Linked DNA regions of Pan troglodytes: region 2 is linked to region 1. Evidence: chromatin contacts called from public capture Hi-C data. All regions are on one chromosome and are shown on one strand. The core of a region is the stretch at or near the end of the contact, and the rest is flanking DNA. Distances in the headings are between cores, read along the strand shown.

The links. Capture Hi-C pulls out chosen DNA fragments and counts their contacts.
Region 2: a contact with region 1 is called in a capture Hi-C map of stem cell-derived neural stem cells, with 3 times the contacts expected there. The contact joins two enhancer-like sites. A contact is called at or near these places in 1 of 7 Hi-C or Micro-C datasets (stem cell-derived neural progenitor cells) and 1 of 1 other capture datasets (stem cell-derived neural stem cells).

What each region holds. Positions count from the first base shown.
Region 1 is chr21:52,484,066-52,488,350 of NHGRI_mPanTro3-v2.0_pri, forward strand. All of the region lies in intron 4 of CDH22 (cadherin 22), which reads right to left. Among named protein-coding and RNA genes, the nearest start is that of CDH22, 87 kb to the right of the region's middle. Within about 2 kb of position 1,931, at least 7 of the 24 cell types and tissues checked have an H3K27ac peak or open chromatin away from gene starts, as enhancers often do. A contact at or near this core is called in stem cell-derived neural progenitor cells and stem cell-derived neural stem cells, where this site is marked.
Region 2 is chr21:52,613,134-52,617,418 of NHGRI_mPanTro3-v2.0_pri, forward strand. SLC35C2 (solute carrier family 35 member C2) reads right to left here. Exons shown (of 10, transcript NM_001280116.1): 8 at 3,597-3,772; 9 at 2,307-2,436; 10 at 1,492-2,070. The coding sequence ends at 1,940. Among named protein-coding and RNA genes, the nearest start is that of SLC35C2, 14 kb to the right of the region's middle. Within about 2 kb of position 2,123, at least 7 of the 24 cell types and tissues checked have an H3K27ac peak or open chromatin away from gene starts, as enhancers often do. A contact at or near this core is called in stem cell-derived neural progenitor cells and stem cell-derived neural stem cells, where this site is marked.

The DNA.
Region 1 (4,285 bases), core at 681-3,180:
GTATTTCTGTGTGTACCTGTGGTAGGTAGGCAGAGGTGGGGCAACTAAGGGGTGGTCCTGCTTTCGTGGGATCACATGCAGATATGGAATGGGTATTCTGCCTAATCAAGGTCACACAAACCATCTAACAGTGGCCTTCTCAACGCCTCAGTAGGCCCCCTCCTGACCCCTTCTCTACCACCACTGGTCTTCCCAGGAACAGGGGAGTCTTGGCAGTGGATTGCCTTGGGATAGATTCCAGATCTGCCATTTCTTTGGTCATGTGATTTTGAGCTAATTCCTTCACCTCTTTGAACCTCAGTTTCCTTATCTGTAAAATGGGACAACCACCATACTGACTTAAACAACAGGATTTCTCAAACTTGGCACTGTAGTCATTTTGGGCAGGATAATTCTCTGTAGTGTGTGTGTGTGTGTGTGTGTGTGTGTGTGTGACCTGTATGTTGTAGGATATTTAGTAGCATCCTTGGCCTCCCGCCACTAAATGCCAGCAGCACTAACCGTCGCCTTAGTTCCAAAACTGTCTCCAGACATTGTCAAATGGACCCTGGGGCAAGATTGGTTGAGAACCACTCGTATAGGATTTCATCTCATGAGAATTACATGTAATAAAAACAACTAATGTTTATGTGCATTTGCTCTGTGTCCGGCATTATTCTAATCACCTTAGGTGAATTGCCTCATTTAATCCTCTCAATATTCATATGTGGAAGGTGCTGTGATTATACCTGTTTTACAGATGAGGAGACAGAGGCACGGAGAGGCTAAGTACCTTGTTGAAGGTCACACGTGTAGAAAGTGCATAGCCAGGACGCTGAGGCTTTGCAGCCCTGGACAGCAGGGGCTGTACAGGGAAGGTGGGGTGTGTCATATTCTCCACCCTGGGGGGTTGGAAAGAGAGAACGGAAGGCAGACAGAGGGGAGGAAGAGAGCGAAGGTGATGGACAGGGAAGAGGAGAGAAAGAAGAAAAGGAGTCCCAGGGAAAGAGAGACAGGGAGAAACCTAGTGAGAGACAGGAGGAAAGAGACAGAGAGGAAGGGAAGAAAGGAAGGTAGGGGAGGGGAAGGGAGGGGAACAGACAGAGAGGGAGACTGAAAGGGACAGAAAAAGAGAGAAGGGAAGATTGCGGGGGGAGGTAGATAAACCAGAGAGAAAGCCAGAGATACCCAGAAAGAGACAGTAAGAGAGAAACAGAGACCTAGAGAGAAACAAAGAGGAAGAGAAAGAAAGGAGGGAAGAAAAATGGGCAAAGAACAACTGAGAGAGCGGGAACAGACATACAGAAAACAGAGAGGGAGACGCAGGAAGGGTGAAGAAAGATGGTGGGGGGTGGGGAGGGGAGGGCAGGTAGGCTTACAGTGCAGCAGCCACCAGGCCAGGGAGCAGGGGATCCCAGGTGGAAAGGTGGAGAGGGAGTGACTTTAGCCGAGCACTTGCTGTGTGCTAAGCTTTGTGCTGGTCACTTGCCATCCAGGACCTCAGTGAATGTACAGGATTCGTGGTAGGATGTGGAGTCACTGTGTATCTATGGGCTTGGGCACCAAAGGCTCAGTGTCCCAGCTCTGAGTGGGGACTGGAGCAGGGGCCTGGCTCCACCTCTGTGAGTGAGAGAGGCTCCACGTGGCTGCCTTCTTTGCTGTCCCTGTCACTTCCAGCTCCTGAGGAACTGGGGACACGACACTCTTCTCACTTGGAAACTGGTCCTGAAGCCTTGTGGTGTGTAGGATTCAGGTGCCATCTCTGGGTGTGTGTGAGTTGGGCCCCCTGGGCCTTGTTCTCGGGATCCAGGGAACAGGGTAGGTTGCTATGGTGACAGTGCCCAGTGAACCACACCTTCCGGTATCCACGCCCTTGGGTCATTCCCTCCCACACTGACTCTGGCCAATGGGACATCAGCAAGTGTGCTTTGGCCAATAGGACATCAGCAAGTGCGACAAAAGCAGAGGTTTGATAAGCCCCTGTATGCTGCGGCCTGTCCTCTTGGAATCCTGAGACCATTGTACTGTGAAGAAGCCCAGGATAAAAGGCCACATGGAGAGGGAGGCCTAGTCCTGCCAGCTGTCCCAGTGAAGTCACTCCCAGCGACCCGACAGCTGACTGTTGCTGCATGAGTGACCCCAGCAAAATAACTGCCAAGCTGACACACCAAATTGTGACAAATAATAAATTATTGTTGCTTTAAGCTACCAGGTTTTGGGTTTTTTTTTTTCTTTTTTTTTTTTTTTTTTACATAGCTCTAGATGACTGATAGAGAAATCCAGTTGGCTGGGCCATTCCTCTGCTGATTTTGTCTGGGCTTACTCACGCATCTGAGCCTAAACCGGAGGAGCAGCTGACTGGAAGGTCCAAGATGGCTCATTTACATGTCTGGCAGTTGGTCTTGGCTGTCGGCGGGGACACATTGGTTCTTTCATCCTCCAGTAGGCTGGCTTCCTTACATAGCAGTCTCAGGACTGTGTTCCAGGACAGTAAAAGTGAAAGCTGCAAGGTCTCTTAAGGCCTAATGTCAGAATTTGCATAACATCACTTCTGCCACATTCTATTGGCCAAAGTAGTCCCAGGCGAACCCAGGTTCAAGGGGTAGGGAAACAGACTCCACCTCTTGCCCAGAACAGTGGCAAAGTCACATTAGTAAGCAGCCGTGTGCAGGGCGGGGAGGAATTGATAACATATTTTCCTATCTACTATGTTCCACTCCACTGTCTTCCTCCTGATGTTGGGAGAAGCACGGTGGAGACTATTGCCCTCTGAGAGATCTAGGGGTACAAATATTCCAAAACAGTCCATGAAGTTGTTCTTGAAAGCTTCTGGCTCTTTGACTTCATCCGTTCACTCATTCATTCATTACAGTCTTGCCGAGGGCCTACTACAGGTGCTGGGGCTGCACAGACTCAGATAGGCTGCAGGAGGACTCTGGGGCCAGACAGATATGGGCTCAAGTCTTCCTTCCACCATTTACATGCTAGCTGACCATGGGCAAGTTCCTGGGCCTCTCTGAGCCTCTGTGTCCTCTTATGTGAAATGGAGACACCCACCTGGTAGGGCTGTTGAGAGGACTGAATGAGAGGAAGCTTCCAGCAGCAGGCCTCACATTTTGGAGATGCCTTGCTGATCTCTTTCCTCAAGTTCTGGATTGAGTACCTCCATAAATAAGTTTCACAGAGGCAGAAATCCATGCTGGTCTTGTTCATCTCGTGTCTATAGGGCCTGGCACACAGCAAGTGCTCAAATGACGTTTTGACTGGCTGACTCCCAGTGCCCCTCCACTGCCCCTCTCACAGCCTGGGTGTAGCTATCCATTTGCTTCTCTGCTGGAGCAGAAGCTCCGTGAGGGCAGAAACCGGTCTAGTTCATTATCCTGACCCCAGGATCTGGCACTTAGAAGGTGCTCAACAAATGTTAGTTTCATTCCCTCCCTGTAAAATGGATGACTCTGGCTCAGTTGACAATTTTCAGCAGAGATCTTGAAATCTCGGAGAACATTTCTATTCCTGCTGGGGTGGTGGTGGGCGGGGGCTGGTAATTATAACCTGGCCTCAGCTCCCGCAGCCTTGTCTTCACCCATCGTCCCCAGTTCCAGCTGTTGTCCTGGCCTCCCCTGCCGTCCCCTCCAAATGCTGCAAAAGGGGCCCTGGAGCCCGTGTGATGCCTCATTAGCCCACAAATGCCATCCCTGTCGCCCCTGTGGGGGGCCTGCTGGCAGGCCTGGCCTTTAAAACACACAAGTTAATTCCTCCTCTGGCATTGGGGCCTCGCGGCGCCCCGCCTCCTCCCTTCCCTCACACCTTCCTCCCAGGCCCCGTTCCGGCTCTGCTCCCTGCTATCTGCACAGCAAGAACAGACTGTACCTCGCAGCAGCTGCTAAATATAGACCCGCATCAGCAGAATATTCCTGGTGGGGGAAATAGAGCTGGGGCTGGGAATGGCACCAGGGCAGCTCTTGCCGTGGGGCTGTGGGCAAGGGGAGGCAAAACCTGGTTCTTCCTGGGACGTGCCAGAAAGGACCCTTTCAGATTGAAGAGTTGAGGGGCTCTGGAGCAGGGACCCCATTTGAACTCCTTCGACTGCCTTGCCTGGTCCTCACTTTCTGACCTCTTGGGAACTGTTCTGCTCCCCCAGGCCCGGTGGCCTCCCAGTTGTCACCATCTTCTGGGCCCTCTGCTGCGGGGGATGCTGTTTCTTAGAAACTGGCTGTCCTTCCCACTCTCATGTCCTCCCCACTCTCTGATCCTTCATCTGCCCAGCCCTGCCACCTCCCAAGACTCAGTCTTGGCCCTTCTCTTA
Region 2 (4,285 bases), core at 873-3,372, 130 kb after region 1:
TAAGACGGAGGAGGCCCTGGTCCCCCTCCTTGGCTGGCTCTTCCCAAATCATCCAGCTGGAGCACGAGCCTCCTTTAATCTTGGCCTCTGAGCTTGTGGAATCCAAGGGGGGCAGAGGTGCAGGAGCCAGATAAGAGGCCGCTTCCAAGCGCCCTTGGTGCTCCACCTCCGCCTGCTGAGTCTGTGCTGGGAATCTGAATTAGAGGCAGATCTCGGTCTGACTCCTGAGCACGGAGGCTCTGAGGGCCTTGGGCTAGTTACCGCCCCCTCCTGGCTTCAGTCTCCTGCTGCAGAAGTGGAAGTTGGACTCGAGAATTCTTGAGGGTTCTCCTGCTGGTAAACTTCAGCCAGCAAGCTGGATCCTACTTTTGTAAATGAGGTTTCACTGGGACAGCCACACCCTGGGTCTGTGTCATCTATGGCTGCTTTTGTGCTACGATGGCAGAGTAGCTGCAACAGACACCATATGGTCCCCAAACCCCAAATATTTACTATCTGGCCCTTTACAGGAAGTTTGGAGACCCATTTTTAAAGTATTAAAGTTCTCCTGGGCTTAACTGAACGAGCTTTAGTGACTCCAACCTGATGGAAACAATTTTAGAACAAGCCCCATCCTTGTCCCCACCCATGGATACCCACTGTCCTCTTCCAAGCACCCCTTTTCTGCTGGTGTCTGGATAGCCGTGGCAGGGCAGCTGGGCTCTGGGAGCCAGTGTGGTGCAATGGCGCCACCTGCTGTGAGTGCCTAGGAGCACTTCGCCTGGAAAGTTTTGTCCCCAACGGCGGGGGTCTCCCAGGGCCCGGGAACCAGTTTACAGGAGTAGACTCAGTCCACAGCACATCAGAGCTGGGGTCTTGCCCCCTCCCTTCCTCATTTGAGAGAGGCCTGCAGTCTAGAGAAGACGTGGGACTTGGCCAAGGAGGAGTGGAAAGCCCAAGCCCCAGGGGCCCATGAAGTTCCAGGAGGCTGTGTGGATGTCACGTGCAGCACGTGCACACACAGACGTACACAGACTTGGACGTGAACCTCAGCCCGGCCACTTAAGCAGCTCTTTATCTTTTCCAGGCTTTAGTCTCTTAGTTGTTAAAAGGATTAAAAGAAATGCTTATATAACATTTAATCTGTTACTAATAATGACTCAATCTTCAAAAGGACTCTGAGATAGACATTATCCCCATTTCACAGATTAAAAAACTACGGCACAGACAGGTTAGGTCATTTGCTTAGGGTCACACAGCTAGTGACAAAGCCAGGATTCAAACTAGGCTGTGAAAACATGTTAAGGTCTCCGGAATGCAGTACTCAGTAAACATTCATTTATTTCCTGCCAGCAGGTGCAGTGGGGCCCCATTGGGGAACAGGAGCGAGAAAATGAAGGAGGCCTGGCTTAAGACCAGACATTTGAAGAAGGCTCCAGGCAGGGAAAGGAGAGGCCAGGCCCACACTGTCCCCTCCCTGCCCCCACGTCTCCAGCAACACAAGGCGGCCAGTGGACCGTGAACCATTTATTTCCAAACTATAAAGAAACCTGCTCTCTGAGAAAAGACACTGCCCAGGTGATGAAGCTCCAGCCCCTCGAGGTCCAAAACCCAGTCCAAACTCAGTCCCTTTAGAAAGCTGCTGTGCCTTGGAAATGAGTCTCGGCTGTCAGAGCCTGGGAAGTGGTGGGAAGAACCAGCCCACTCCCCTCTCCTGCTGTGATTCCAGCACAGCTTGGGCCCAGCTCTGGCCAGTCCCAGGCTGGCCTGGTGCTCGCCCCTTGTGTGACCAGGCTCTGAAGGGAGGGGCAAAAGTCATGAGTCCCTGGCTTGGTCCCACCACCTGGTGACTCCCGTCCACAGCTCCCAGCTACCATGATGAGCCCCGGCGGCTTGAGCACAGTGAGTGCTGGCAGCAGGGTGGGGAGTGGCCTGCTTCTAAGCCATTTGCCCTGGCCGGTCACTGCTGCCCCTGGGCCACAAAGTACTCCTCCTCCTCATTGTCACCTTCCTCCCGCTGGCTGCTCCGGAGCAGCAGCTCCAGGTCGGGGCTGGAGCCCAGCCCCTTCAAGGCCTTGGGGCCACCATCACCTTGGGATAGAGAGAGACCACAGTTACAGGCCCAGTCGTGGTTTTCTTGGTTTGCTCTGATTTGCATGTGTGCTGAGTCACCCAGGCCCCACCCACCCACTCTGGAGATGACCCCCACATCTTCCTAGAGGAGTGACGGCAGCAGAGCCACCGGGCACACTTCCTGCATCAGAATCACTAAGAGTCACAGGGAGAAGAACAGAAAACAGAGGCTTCTGGAAGGGACTCTGGGTTACCTCTGGAATGCAGGGCTTTGAGGGCAACATGGAGGGATATTCCCGAGAGGCAGAGGGCGAAGCCCAGCCAGTTCAGGAGGCTGATCTGATCGCCCAGCAGATGAGCTGCCAACAGCAAAGTGCAGACTTCCTGGGTGCAGAGAAGCAGGAGGGAGCATGATCAACAGGCAGATTTGGCTGCTTGACCCGGAGGGTGGAAGGTGGGGGCACTAGGTACACTCAGGTGGGCAGATCAAGATCTGCCTGAAATCCTGGGCCCAGGCAGGCAGAGAGGTCAGGGGACCCGGCCGGCTTGCGGCGCTGTCCCGCTAGCCTCCTTCTGTGAGATGCAACAAAGGAGGTGCTTGTCATGGAATTCTGTCAGGAATAAAAGAGGCAAACCAGATCCCAGGCTGGGGACCAGGGTGTCCAGATCGCGCCTTATCCACAAGGATAAAGGACGGCTGCCCCAGAAGGCAGCCACAGAAGAGAGCCCTGAGCCTATGTGTGAGAATGCTGTGTTACCCCGGACTGAAGACACAACTGGTCCCGGGGCTCTCTATAAACAGAGACTCCAAATAGGACTGGCAAGGCCGTTCATCCAAGAACCACAGCCATGCCTCAGCATGCGGCTGGCCACCAGAAGACCCTCGGACAGGCCTGCATTTCTGGGTTTAGGCAACACTGCTTCAATACTGGTGTGTGCCTGGCCAAAGAGAAAAGTCCCTCCCTGCCCCTGAACAGGGAGGACTGTTGAAATGTGTGGGAGGGAGAGGGAGAAGTGAGAAGAGGTATGAGAGGGAAGGACAGGCCTGCGAGGCAGAGGTACAGCAAGGCTGGCCACAGGGGTGCTTTCTCAGGGTCTCACTAGCCCTGGCCATGGCCTTGGAGGACACCGCCAGTCAATCACGGAACTCTTTCCTGATGAGTCTGGATAGGGGCTGTTCAACCTGTGGCTCCAGGCCACTGCCCAGTGCCAGAGTTGGCAGTCAAGGTAAAATGTGAATGCGTTCCAGGCCTGGCGGAGTCAGAGCTGGCTTTGAGGCCCCTGCTGTGCCCTTGGGGAGGGGCGGCTCTCCATCTGTGTCCCTGTCTGTGGGATGGGAGTGATCATACCCTCTCACAGGGCTGTGGTCAAGGCAGAAGGACGGGCCAGCACAGCACTCAGCAAAGTGCCTGGCACCTAATGGGGCACTTCCTTCTCTTCTCTGCAGGGCCCTGGGGTGCAGGAGCTGGGACTGAAGCTGCTGGTGAGAAACCCCTGGGGGCTCCCTCTCTAAGACAGGACTGGCATCACGCCCGAGTCTGTACCTTAAAAATGCCAGCAATGGAGAGAGTGAGGCTGGAGGTTCTGGAGACCAGGAGGAACTCAGAGAAGCCCAAACCAAAGGCGAGAATCCCGCCAAGGAAGAGGCTCCCAAGTACCCGCAGGAGCAGCCCTGTGTCCTGGAAACGGAAGATTTTCTCAGATGTGGACAAATGGAGACCTGAAAGCAACAGGGAGAGAGAGTGGGAGGCCGGGTCCTGGGCTGCCTCGGCCAGCCCAATGCCAACCACACAAGATCTTCCATTGTAGTAGTGAGTCCTTACTGAGACCTGCTAACTGTCTGCAGCCCAGAGAAAAAGCATGGAAGGTATAAAGTGATCCCACACAGATGGCCTGAGACCTGGGGAAACCAGGGAAGCAGTGATGGCTGCCAGAGAGCCTGGGGGCAATACAAGCCAGATCCTAGCAGGATGATGCGGATCCTAGCGGGATGATGGGGATCCTAGCGGGATGATGGGGATCCTAGCGGGATGATGGGGATCCTAGCGGGATGATGATGGGATCCTAGCGGGATGATGATGGGATCCTAGCGGGATGATGATGGGATCCTAGCGGGATGATGGGATCCTAGTGGGATGATGGGGATCCTAGCGGGATGATGGGGATCCTAGCGGGATGATGATGGGATCCTAGCGGGATGATGGGGATCCTAGCGGGATGATGGGGATCCTAG